Regions from separate parts of the Triticum aestivum genome. Here region 2 is linked to region 1. The links are chromatin contacts, called in public Hi-C maps. All regions are on one chromosome and are shown on one strand. Each heading gives the region's core, a stretch centred on a gene start, on an enhancer-like site or on the middle of the called end of the contact. The rest is flanking DNA. Distances are from core to core; before and after follow the strand shown. Region 1 holds the start of LOC123152488 (thaumatin-like protein 1). Region 2 holds the start of LOC123151469 (F-box protein At5g49610).

What was found. A called contact is a pair of places that touch in the nucleus more often than the background predicts.
Region 2: a contact with region 1 is called in a Hi-C map of leaf, with 7 times the contacts expected there. The contact joins the promoter of LOC123151469 here to the promoter of LOC123152488 in region 1. A contact is called at or near these places in 2 of 5 Hi-C or Micro-C datasets (both in leaf).

Annotation. Positions count from the first base shown.
Region 1 is chr7A:289,629,083-289,632,866 of IWGSC CS RefSeq v2.1, reverse strand. LOC123152488 (thaumatin-like protein 1) reads right to left here and starts at 1,717. Exons shown (of 3, transcript XM_044572017.1): 1 at 1,287-1,717; 2 at 453-1,128; 3 at 1-111. The coding sequence starts at 1,353.
Region 2 is chr7A:289,880,434-289,884,307 of IWGSC CS RefSeq v2.1, reverse strand. It overlaps LOC123151469 (F-box protein At5g49610), which reads right to left and starts at 1,973. Exons shown (of 2, transcript XM_044571172.1): 1 at 459-1,973; 2 at 5-363. The coding sequence starts at 1,525. The coding sequence ends at 246.

The sequences.
Region 1 (3,784 bases), core at 468-2,967:
GCCATGGTGCTTCCACCGGCGCCGCTGGTTTTCTTCAAAGATGCCAGCCACACGTCGTCCTCAAGCTGCTCATGGCTCGGCCTCCGCAATGCGTGCTTGTTCGGTTTGCCACTGCGAAGCGTCAAAGGTGATTGATCTAATTAGAGACTCAAAGGTCATTGCAACTTTCTCGCCAAGACCCCACATGCAAGGTGGGGATGGGGATGGAACAAAGGCGAAAGAAAGAACAACTCAATCAATCAAAGCTTCTTTTCCTTGCTCAAAGCCTAACTTTGTCACTTTCTCTTCTTTCCCCATTCCCCATTCCGAATCAAAATCTCATTATATTTTCTAGCCCAGAGAAAATATCATTGTTGAGTTGAATCAGATTCAGTCATTCAGATCTGCAACACTGTGATTTCAACTAGATCGTACTGTCATAGCATCGGAAACTATTCAGAGGAAGGTAGTACCTGTAAGGATTGGACTGCGGGCAGAAGGTAATGGTGTAATCGGTGTGGTTGCAGGTGAAGGTGGAGGTGGCGTCGTCGTAGGCGTAGCTGTAGGACTTGGGGCACGCCGACTTGAAGAGCTGCGAGTACTGGGAGGGGTGGCACGTGTCAGGGTTCCCGTAGGCGCCGTTGCAGCAGAACTCGGGCTTGCCGAAGGCCTCGCAGGCGCTGCGGCAGGCGAGGCCGCCGCCGGAGCGGAGCTCGGAGGGGCAGCGCTCGTTGAGGTCGACGAGGCACCCGGTGTCGGGGCACCCAGGCACGGACGGCTGCACGAGCATGGGCAAGTTGTAGCCGTCGACGAGGCTGACGTCATAGAAGTCCTTCCCGCCGTCGCCGTCGAGGGTGAACTCCGCGAGCGTGGCGGGCGGGGTGGCCCCGGCGCCGCGGCACTCTATCTCGCCGGAGCCGCAGTCCCCCGTGACGCAGGTGCCCTTGCCGCCGTTGAAATTACAGCCAGAGCGCGCCCAGAAGCGGCCCGACCACCCGGTCGGCCCGTAGATTGAGCGCGACTGGCCCGGCGAGAGCGCGAAGCCGGTGGTCTCCAGCGGCGGCGAGGTGGAGCCCGAGAGCAACCCGGGCCACACCGTGTCCGTGCACCGGTTGGCGAAGGTGAACGTGATGGCGCTCACTACCGGTCCTGTGCGCCGCAGAAAAAAATACACAAATCCGAACACTCAGCTCACCAAATCGAAAACCAAGCTCGCAGCTCTACCGCGTGCCTCCAAATCAGGACCAATCCAACGAGAATACCACTTCCACAAGCACTAGTGGATGAACTGTCGGGTGGATCGATACCTTGGAAGAAGGTGATAAGGAGGACAATCGATGCCGGAGAGCCGAGGAGCAGCGACGGCTGAGCCATGGAAGGCCTTCCAAGACTAGCTCTCGAATTGAGGGCGAAACCAGTGAAGCCGCGCTGCGCTGTTGCTTTCCTGTGGAGGAGGAGGAGCTTGGTGACTGGCGAGCTTGCCGAACTGGAATATGGTGGGAAGGCTACGCGGAGGAAAAGGCGGCCGTGTGGTGTGGTGGGGCGGTTGTAGAGGGGGGAGAGGAGAGTGGAGGGCGAAGTGGGCACGAGCACCACCGACCGCGGTCTACACTCGCTCAGCTGATTTTTACTCTGCCGAAGCGGGGGCGGCACGAGCACGACCGCAGCCGGCCGGCGAGATCAACAACGGCCGAGCCAGGCCGGACTCGAATGATTTCCACCTGTCACGGGGGTCAAAGGCTGCGATGCCGATGCGAGCCTCAGAAATTCGGTGTTGTCTCCTATACGTAGTATTTCCTTTGTAAGAGCATCCACGGCCGGACTTCTTAAAACCGTCTCATACGTCTGGGCGAGCTGTCCGGTCAATGTTCGGTCATGTTTTTTTCGATCTAGACGAACGCCTCAGACGAACCTCAAACACCCAAACTGACCGGCATCCCCCATATTCAGTTCAAATATGGGGCGAATATGAGGTGGCCCTGGCATGTCGGGAGCGTTCGCCTGACAAGCCCAGCCTACCACTGGCCTCACGGATGTCCCATAAAAAAACCCATCGGCCTCGTCGGTCTGAAACCGTAGCTCACTCACTCTCCTCTCTCGCTCCGTCCTCTCCTATTCCCTTTGTGATTCCAACCGAATCCGGCGCAATGTCGAGCTTCGGCAGCCGCTCCCATGACGAGGTGGATTTGGAGTATGAGCTTGGCCTCCGCATCGCCTTGGAGCGGTCCAAGGTGGACACGGGAGCAGCTCCGAATCTGCAGCCTCGCCGTAGCCGCAGCTTCCCCGTCGGCGCATCTCGGATGTCGTTGCTGGCCCCTCCCGGCCCATGGGCAGCTCCGACAAACGGTCAGCGCAATCGGCACCTCCCCTATGTCGTCCCCTCGCCCCGCCGGCTGCTGCTTCCCCACGCCGCCCCCTCGCCCTGCCGGCTGCTGCTTCCCCACGCCGTCCCCTCGCCCCGCCGGCAGCTGCTCCCCCTCGTGGGCAGCGGTAGGTGCTTGTGCCCGCCCCGCCGGCCCGAACGCGCACGCTGGAGTCGGAGGTGCGCGTCGCCCACCGCGAGAGGCATCGGGCAAGGGAGAGGGAGGCTGTGGATAACCCTGTCCTCCGCCGGCGTGGGTTACCGGCGGAGCTCGACGAGGACCAACGACTCCTCGCGTGGGTCTACTGCCGGTTGCTTACGACGGGGGAGACGGACGCTAGGCGGCTCCGCCGAAAGAACGCCAAGGCTCTTCGACTTGCCATTGAGCAGTCCGAGCAAGAGGCATTGGAGAAGGCAAAGGAGGCGGCTCGGCTGGCCAACCTCAGGCGCCAGCAAGACCGGGTCGTCCAACACATCAAGGGCCTTGTCATCGTCGATTGCTCGTCTGATGACGACCATGGCTCCTCCTCCGACGAATCGGACGATTCTCCACCAGCCGCCGACGGGTACAACTACGTCGGCGACCATAAGGGGAATGGGCCGGCTCGGAAGTGGTGAAGTTGATTTTAATTTCAAGTTTTAGATGTAGTATAACATTCTTCTTCGTTTATTTGAACTTTGGTGGATCTTTTGGTGAACTATTGTGCTATTTCTATGTCCGGAGCTGATGTACGTACTTTCATCGACGTTGCATGATATAGTATGGATATAGGGGTTGAGATATGAGAGACACGGATGTGGATGACGCGATTTGAGGAGTGCTCGGTCACTATCCGCGGATGCGTCCGCGGGCGTTCGAGGGCCCGGATTTGCCAAGTCCGGTTGTAGATGCTCTAAGGGCATATACAATGGTGGCATATGGATACAGATGTCTCATGAAAAAAAGTAACTTGAGGCATCTATATTGATTTTTTTCTCTTCAACACAAGCTACTGCTAGTGGACCTCATCATAGAATAGAAAGTAGACCCTTACTACACATGCATCCATACTCTTCATTTTAACTTTTTCAGCTTTTTATACCGGACCATATTTTTTCTCCCCAAGCACCCGCCTCTTGCAAAGGCTCTTGCTTCCCTATCCAAACCTACATTCCCTGACATCCAAAACTACATGGAACATGGGGCATCACCATGAGGCTACGCATTGTACATGCCCTAAAGAAATATAAGAGAGTTTAGATCATAATGATCTAAACATTTTATATTTCTTTACGGAGGGAGTACCAATTTAGTGAGTGTGACGCACCGGTCTACTCATTCGTTCGTTGATTATTATTTTCTTCAGTTTTGCTAAACCATAGCCATAAGTATCATCTACTCCCGCCGTTCCTAAATATAAGATGTTTTAGTAGTTCAATTAAGCTGCCAAAACGTCATATATT
Region 2 (3,874 bases), core at 724-3,223, 250 kb before region 1:
CATCTGAATTCCAACAAAATTTAGCAAAATTTATTGGCCTGAAGCGGTGTTAATAAATGATGGAGCTAATTGGTGATAATCAAAGACGGAGGTAATTGAATTTGTCCACATCATCAAGATTTGTTGTTTCCTTCTCTCACGAAAAAGAGAGGCTCGACCAGGATACGGAGAGTAGATGCCACTGCAAGATTGACAATTCTAGAGACCGGGTCTTCCAAAACGCAAATTTTGCAGTGTCAATCAGTCTAGATTTTGTTTTCATCGATGTCCCAAGGGACCAAATCGGACTCATACTTGAAAACTTCTTGTATGCATTTGTGATGCACGGGGACTTCTGCTATCTCGCCCCTCCAAAAATCGTACCTGCAAAACATATGCAAAATTAGTAACACTTCGCTTGCGAATAATGAAGATTGTAACGAAGATTTGAAGGAGAATTAAGCGAGCGATTTCATCACCAGATCACTCTGTATACACTGTTGAAGAATGCGACCTCGGATGAGCAGAGATCCCTGAGTATAAGGGCTCTCCCTTCCTGCATCCCGAGATTCTTCAAGTTCACTGCCATCTTCTTCTCCCATCTCTCCTGCTGCCTGCCGTAGTCGGCGATCACCCACACCTCCGCCTCCTCATCCACGGTCACTACCAGGCACAGCTTCCCCTCCACCGTCACCAGCTTCTTCTTGCCCGCCCACCTGTTCGTTCTGTCTTCCACCTCCGGCGGGAGAACAATGAGCCTCCACGCCTCGCTCTTCATGTCGAACGCGAAGATGTCCTCGGCGGCGCTGACCCTGTCCGGCCACCGTAGCCAATGCATGGCGCCGTGGGCCCTCACCGCCGGGCCGGCGGCCACGAGCGACTCCGGCCACACCATCACGTCGGCCGAGCGCCGCCACGCGCGCCTTCGCGAGTCGAAGATCTCGCAACGCAGGTGGTCACGCAGCGTCGGGACCGAGAGCCGGAGGATCTTGAAGTCCGCCGCGGCGCCGGCGCCGGCGGGGCGCGCCACCATCGCGGTGACCGCCGTGGGGAAGCGCAGCCTCGGGTTGGGCAGCGCCCTCCACTGCCTCGTGGCGGGCTTGCACGCGTAGTAGCATCGCGCCGACGACGTCTTGCCGCCCATGCGCGCGGCGGCGTCGGCGTCGGCGTCGACGCAGCACGCGAGGCCGCGGTGCGCGGAGACAGCCTCAACGCGGACGTGCGCGGAGGGCAGGAAGTCGAGGGAGACGGACGGATCAGCGTCGGCCTGGGAGGGGTGCATGGAGACGAAGGTGGCGGAGTAGCGGTTGCGCGCCATGCCCTGCACGAAGTATCCCGAGACGACGGCGTCGGCGCGGCGGCGGCAGTGAAGCGCCGAGAAGGCCGGCTCGTACGTGAGCCGGCGCCACTGGGCAGACACCTGGCGGCATGCGGAGAGGTCGTCGAGGGAGACGCGGGTGAGCATCTCGAACATCTGGTCCTCAGGCAGGCCGCCGCTATGTTCGTCATCGCCAGCACCATTGCCTTGCTCCGGTTCGCTTGACATGGTCGTCCGATCGGCCCGTCCCCGTGACCCGGGAGCTCGCTGGGCAATACGAATCTGAGTTCAGGCCAGAAGAGACCGGCTACATTGGCTGCGTCAATTAAACAACGGCGAAATAACTGCGAGGATTAGGGCGGGAGGAGGAGGTAAGCTTGAGAACCAAGAAATTTGTGTACAAGACCACTTGAGAACCAAGAAACCCTCCCAACGATCTCCCTCGAAAATAGAAGAAACCCTACGATCAGAAGGCTGCGGCCGAGGGCAAGACTGTTGGGCCGTTGGATGAGGATCAAGGCTGCTGCCCAGTCAACCGGGCCTAGTCTATCTATCTATCCCCAAGACAAAAGAATGCAAGTATGAAAGGAGCAGCCAGCCACACGGCTACTGCGGTAGACCTTGGCGCAGGCCTAAGAAAAGAGGCTGTCCATCGAATTCAAGGCAACGTGACCAACGGAACTGTTGAATAAAACTTGCGCTGTCTAGTATAGGACTTTAGGTGTCCTGGCAGAACTTTGTACACTGCCATGGCAGCTGTTTTACGTTGAATTATCCTACCACGGCAAGATTTGTACACTGGCTGCTCATGCGCCAAGCTAGCTGATTAGAGCATCTATAACCGGACCTAGCAAAAGTGGTTATTGGTGGACGGGCGAAGCGCCGGCGCCTCCTCGCCGTCCTCCCATCTGCGAAGACCTTTGAGCTCCAATGTCCGCCTCACAGGGGCGAAACCAGCGTAGAGTTGTTAGCTTTCAATTGAACCCAATGATGATACTTGTGTACTGTTTTTCTTTGGTATGTACCCAATGAAAAAACGGAATGTGGTGGCTATCTCGAGTGTACTACATCTGAGTTTGTCAAAAATAAATAAATTAAATGTGATCAAACAAAATCCAAAAAACCTGAAATTTTGAGACATCAAACCTTATCAACTTATCAAATGTTAGAGCTTCTTGCAAAATTTCAGCCAAAAATAACATTAGACAAGCTCTCACTAAAAAGACGAAATCACTGCTCAAAAATTGAACGAAACTTTGAACATTGATTTTGTTTTTTTAGTGAGAGATGCTCAGATGTTATTTTTGGGCTCAAATTTTCCAAGATGCTCCAACATTTGATAAAGTTTGATGTCTCAAATTTTTAGATTTTTTGGAATTTGTTTGATCATGTTTTGTCATATATTTTCTGCAAACTCGGTCGTAGTACACCCAAGAATAGAAAATCCACTCTCATAAAAAAGCATGGCCGAACCCACTAAGCTAGAATACAAAGTGAGGAGGCAATTAAAAGCCCACAAGCAGTAAATCGCCCCGTACATTGCCTCTTCGGCATCCGTTATTTCGTATGATCGCTATGATATACACGGCGGCGGCAAACCTCTCTTCGTTCTTGTTCGGCTTTAGAAAACTCGCAATCTCTCCCCTGTTCGCCGTTCAACCAAGATGCGTCGTTAGACACCTACTGTCGAGAGACAATCATAATTTGAATTCATGGTTTGAATCACATCTTCATGTCCCCTCTCTCATGTGCATGTTCTTTTTAGTCCTAACTTTCTAACTAATTATCCTCTTACTTTGATTGATCTAAGATATGGGACCATATTTCTCGAAGAGAACTTGATCGCCAAGTCCAAATAATGATGTCGATACTTTAAGGATAACCATTAGACGTAGGCAAGGTGTACCAAATGTCAATAATGCAAGAAATCTCCCGAAGCCTTCTATCCAAAGAGAAATTTATTTAGGGGAGTTCTTATGATATGGTTGATCGTGAGAGAATTTCATCCGGATATATCATGCACTCTTTACTTTTAGTGTAACATAATACTCTCTTCATTTCTTTTTAGTCTACATATAAGATTTGATCAAAGTCAAACTTCATAAAGTTTTTTTTGCGAGGATAGCATTTTATTATTATTTTTTTAGAGAAAAGGCCAAAGCCCGACTTTATAAATAAAGCCACATGGCAGCGTCACGAATACCCAAGGTTCACACAGTCTCAGAAACACAAAGAGAAGTTAAATAGGCCCAAATTCCTAACGAAACAGGCAGCTGCCAAACACGGCACGCAGGCCGGGGAGAGAAGGAGACCTAATCCCGCAAACTACAGCACCAGGCTTATACGCCATGATTCGTCCCGGAGATCTGAGAGGCTGAAGCCCGAATTTTGGCGATGAGCAGGTCCAGGGCGTCCCGATCTGGCTCCTTAGTCAATAATCTCCACTGCTGCAAGAATATACATGATTTGAAAAGAACGTCAGCAGGCTTAGATGGGAAGGTAAGTTCAATAGTAAATTTGTTTCTAATGGTCCAAAGAGCCCAACATAAGGCTCCCAAGCCAACCCAGAATACCCTC